Linked DNA regions of Gossypium hirsutum: region 1 is linked to region 2. Evidence: chromatin contacts called from public Hi-C data. All regions are on one chromosome and are shown on one strand. The core of a region is the stretch at or near the end of the contact, and the rest is flanking DNA. Distances in the headings are between cores, read along the strand shown. Region 1 holds the start of LOC121212431 (vesicle transport protein GOT1). Region 2 holds the start of LOC107895105 (sucrose transport protein SUC8).

Evidence for each region. Hi-C and Micro-C count contacts between places; a contact is called where the count stands out from the background.
Region 1: a Hi-C map of leaf shows a contact between it and region 2, with 5 times the contacts expected there. The contact joins the promoter of LOC121212431 here to the promoter of LOC107895105 in region 2. A contact is called at or near these places in 13 of 34 Hi-C or Micro-C datasets (anther, hypocotyl, leaf and 1 more).

The regions. Positions count from the first base shown.
Region 1 is chrA13:87,872,377-87,875,076 of Gossypium_hirsutum_v2.1, forward strand. LOC121212431 (vesicle transport protein GOT1) reads left to right here and starts at 1,278. Exons shown (of 7, transcript XM_041085043.1): 1 at 1,278-1,425; 2 at 1,652-1,702. The coding sequence starts at 1,672.
Region 2 is chrA13:87,446,675-87,449,374 of Gossypium_hirsutum_v2.1, forward strand. LOC107895105 (sucrose transport protein SUC8) reads right to left here and starts at 1,343. Exons shown (of 4, transcript XM_016820336.2): 1 at 1-1,343. The coding sequence starts at 1,205.

The DNA of each region.
Region 1 (2,700 bases), core at 28-2,527, 430 kb after region 2:
TAGTTGTCGTCACTAAGGTTTCATGTTTTCTAATTGCTGAAGTTAGTGGCAGCACAAAATACGACGCCTTGCACTTCAGTTCAATGAGAACAAGACATGCATATATTGTTGAATGGAAGAGCTTATTATTGATGTGCATAAATTGTCACTATTTCTGTTTCCTCTTGATTTCTTCTGATTCCCGATGACCCATTTCTGTAAGGCACCTGTAGTATAGAGTTGGATCCATGGCCTTCACATTTTGTGTTAACTGTTGGAACACCTTGTTATTTGGGTGCAGAGGGGCCTGATCTGGATCCATATTCTCCACCACCTCATCCTGTTCTCCTATAACTATAATTTCTTTTTGACAATTAGTAACTGGCCAATATCTTAGAATCTCCCTAACCACCACTTCCCCAAGTACAAACTGAGAAATGCAATAAGCCAGCTGCTTATGCTGAACTTGCAAACTTGCAAGCTACTGGTGTTGTACTGTGGGAGAAGCACTCTCGTCAACAACAGCTTGTGGTTCTCTTTTAATGGAACTACAAAGCCATTGATGATGCTTCCCTCGCCGACACCGCAATGCTTTTCAGTGTAAAAACACATCGTTTATTGCTTTTCTCATGAATGATGTATAGAAGGTCTTCACTCCTTGGATTTATTGCAAATGCAGATTGGTGTTGACGACTATATATTAATTAATTTGATAGAAAATCAGTCCTTACAGGCTTAGCTAAAAAGGAGAGTAAGCAACAAAAAACACGAGATGTTTTATAGAGGAGAGATGTTGTAATATCAGATAGCAACACAGTAATGAGTATTTCTGGACTCAACAATGAGAGGTTAATTATAAATGATATCATAATTAATAGATTGGAAGCATTAGCAGCTACCTTGTTCTAAACTAAGGACTCATCAAGCGGACTTTGAGAAGATCCACCACCAGACGGAGGAGATACTTTTACTAGGAATTACCCAAAGTCGGTCCAATCTGAATTAATCCACGCTTTTTCTAAGTTTTCATTATCTTGATTATTAAGGTTAATTCGGATTCCGGTTGTCAATAAACGAAATTAATATATTATATAATTTCAATTAATATAATATATAATATTCAGTTACAATATTTTAATACCAGAATGTGCATTTTTTAGCAATGCAGCAATGGAAAAGCTTCTGCTTCTGCTACTACAAGTGGTCACATAAACTTTACATTGCCTCTTTTGATGGACTGCTTTTGGAAAATATAAGTTGATGATGAGGAGTTTTATGTCATTTCAGTTACTTCTCATGTAAACAGAGATGCTAAATAAAAATTTTTAAAATTTTATATATTTTTGTTATCTCAAGTATTTTTTCAACTTGTTTTATTTACATTAACTCGCGGCTCCCTCTTTCGCTCGCTCGCTTCCCATTTCTGAATTTCTCAATCACTTTCAGGTAGTTGTTTCTTTTCTTTCTCTGTTTGATTACCGAGAAATTACTTCTTTTTCCTCTCTGTAAACAAGCGGGATTTTTTATTTAAGATTTGTTTTTCTTCTTTTTTATGTGGAGTCTGTACTCTATTAGATCTGTATTTAATTATTAAATTCTGTTTTCTCCTTTTTTCCCCTGATTCTCTCACATGATTCCGTTTCTTATTTGTTTTGCTTTTTGAAAGTAACAGGTATCTGAAGAATCAGCCAAATGGTTTCCTTTGAAATGAATGATCGAAAAAGTGAGCTTTTATCTTCCATTTTCTGTGCTTTCTGTGCTTCTTTTCATTCAATTAACGCATCTATGAATCTGTGATTTTGTGAAACTTCTGTTCGGTGTGATACTTTTTTTTTCCGATGGAGGTTTGATGCTTGAAATATGCATTGTGCAATCCCTAGAAATTTTTGTGAAATTCAGATCTCTGGACTTGGTTCATCGTTTATCTTGGGATTTTTATTTATTATTATGCATGTTGGTAAAATTTTGTAACTGCTGTTAAGTTAGGAAAGTCTTTGAAGTGTCCATGTTATTTTACGTTGAGGCAATCTGGGAATGATTTGATGTGCTAATTTATATTAGACGTTAAATTATTATGGCAAAGTCAGTCGAATATATTTCCTTAGAAAGAATATTTTTTATTATTTATTATCCGAACAAATATTTTAGTAAGCTATTCGGAGTTGTTTGGTAAGTTATGCTGCTTTATTAAGAAACATATATTAACTGGTAATTCTAATAAATTGATGTTAGTCAAACTCCAAAATGATTTACTAGTGGAGCTCCGTTGATCACATTTGATGTGCGTAGATGGTGAAGGATTTCTAATTGATATGTACACCCCTTATTATTCAAAGTTCAAATATATAGGATAGTTCAATAGGATGTAGTTCTCATTGTTAAATTTATTTATGCATGCATTTATGCTTGGTGAAGCGTGTGCACCACACCTTCTTGGAGTTGCTTATGATGGTGTTGTTTAAGTTGAACAAAATGACGAACCCTCTTACATGTGGATTTTGTATACAAATGCTAATGGAAACAGTTTAGGGTTATTGCAATTTCATAGGAGTATTGCAGAATATCTTACAATATGTAAATAATTTATTAGATTATTTGGTGGTAAGACTTTTACCAACACCTTAGCTATATGTGATATGGACAATTTTGTTAACTCTTATTTTACTAGAATCTAATCTTTTTAGTTTAGGTCTAAACCTGTGATCTGAGCCAACTATTTGT
Region 2 (2,700 bases), core at 93-2,592:
CCCAACAACCCAAACAAAGCCAAGGCAGAGGTTTTGATTCTGGTTGGTGGAGGGGTCAAGATTTGTGGTCCATGTTCACCCCTCCATGCCTCCGCCACCTTGGTGATCCACACCGTCCCCGCCAAGCATGCTGCCAATATCAAGTTCACCACCCCCCACATGTTCTTCACTCCACCTATCAACCGGCTCACAGGCTCTAACCCCAACGACGCGAACGCCAACACTATGGAGTTTATCATTAGACCCAACGCACCCGCACGCACTCCCTCGTCGTACAATTTTTGTTGGCTTGCACTCCCCTTCACTTTCCCTCCGTATACTTCCGCCCCCATCCAGTCAGTGTCGTACAACAAGAATGGAAACCATGCCATCCAATTAAGGCATGTCACCAGAAGCAAGATCCACATTGGTTTTTTCAGGGTCTTGAATGCCATCACTAACTCCGCAAAGAAAGGCCGCCCCGATGACCTTCCTTCGTTGTCCTCTTCGTCTCCAGCTTCCTTTCTTGTTATTGGTGTCTCTTTCACGGTGGTAATGGCGGTTATTGTGATAGACAGGAGGAAAACAATGTCAATTATGAAACAAGTTTTGAGGTTTGCACAGTAAACATCACAGGCGGTTGTTTGTGTGAAGGGTAGGAGCTTGTGGAGATCTGAGAAGGAACCAGCTGCATAACCTAAAACGTTGCCAACAGCCATGAAAAACGAGAACCACGCATTGGCGATCCTCATTCTTTTATGATCATTCGACGAAAGGTCAGCCAAGAAAGCGCGGCATGGACCTTGTAACATGTTGTTAGCCACATCGAGGATCCAAAAACCTGTAACGAAGATGGCAACGGCCCTAGGCTTTGTGGGATTTTGCAGTGAATCACCAGATCGGTGACCGATGTCTTTGGCGAAGCCAATCATGAAAACAGCGACGGCAACGAAACAAGCTCCAACAGCAATGAAGGGTCGGCGACGACCGATGCGAGAGGTACAACGGTCACTGCTGTAGCCTACAATGGGTTGAACGACGAGGCCGGAGATGGGACCACAAAGCCAAATGAAAGCAGCCCAGACGTGAGGAACACCAAGGGTTTGGACATAAGGGGTTAGAAGAGAAAGTTGCAGAGCCCATCCGAATTGGATCCCGGCGGCAATGGCTGAAATCACCACAATATTCCATAGCGGGATCGGGGTTACGGTTTGACCTGTCTCCATGGCGCTCTTATCATACAGATAAAAAAGAATAACAAGAAACTGATGATTGATGGAAAAGTGCAATCAGCATATATGGTGTATATATGTCTTGATGGTGTGAAGTGTGAGTGAATCATAAATAAGATGATATTTATATAGGGCACAAGAAATTATATATGGTTAAAAATAGTTAATAACTTTTAAAATAAATTTGAGTGTGTACAAGTATATACTATTTGTGGATTCAATATATGGATAAAGCTTGGTTGTAACGAATCCAAGTAAGTTGCCCAATTGATGGAATCTCATAATTACATCTTTCCTATTTTGGCTTTTTTTTTTTTTTTTTTTGCTTTGGGTGAATGGAACTTATTTAATTTTAAATTAAAGATTTGAGACTTGCGTCGAGGTTAAATGTTTATTCAATTATTATTATTATTATTATTATTATAACCTTCTATTTTGATTTTGGTAAGAAATTCAGAAGTAGATGGGAGGGAATTAATAAAAATAATTTTGAAGGTAAAATTTTCAAGTATTATATTTAATTTGTTTCTACCGCCAAAAAAGCTAAATTCAATTGGTGTCATTTCCATTGAAATCGTATAAGAATTTTGTATTAGGATTAATATTATATTTGGATGAAGTATAGAAATGTTGATTAAATTATTATTCGTGTTGTATTTTTTATTAAATTTTGGGATTAATTTTAAAATTATATATATTTTGATTTAATATGTAATTATATATATAAGTTTTAATTTGGTGCAATTATACATATAAAACTTTAATTATAGTTTTAATATATATTTAAAACTTTAATTTTGATTTGATCATGCGAATTTAAAGAAATAAATACATTAAATTTTTTTTATATTGGATAAATATAATTATTTATATATACAATATATAAACATAAAATGATGTTATATCAATAATTGTGTTAATAATTTACAAAATTGGGTCAAATCAAAATTTCATGTGTAAAATTGCACAAATCAAAGTTCATATATGCAATTGCATATTAAACCATATTTCTTGTACATCTTTGGGATTTATCCCTTAAATTTTTATTTTTTTTATGTTAACATTAATCTATTCGGAATCAAAATTTTTGGAGCCATTTAAAATTTGATGAAAATGCTAACATGAGTTTATTTTACTGGTTTGATAACAAATTTAACCCTCTAATACTAACACATTCTATCAATTTGATTTCAAATTTAAATAATTTTAAGACAATATATATGTCACATGTCGGGAATAGGGGGCTTTTTTACGCAATTAATCCTAAAAGAATTATTTATGAAAATGGTCCAAGTAAAAAATTAATGTACGTAAATGACTTGTTCTCAAAAATGACCGCCAATGCCTCCTGACTCACCGGTGGCACTGTCCCCTCATTATTAGCCAATCATCAGCTTCTTAAAAAATATCTTTTTAGGTTCTGCCACTATGTCAGGCCGCACCATTATGTATTTTTTAGAATACTCGTTAAAAATATAGGTATTCACGA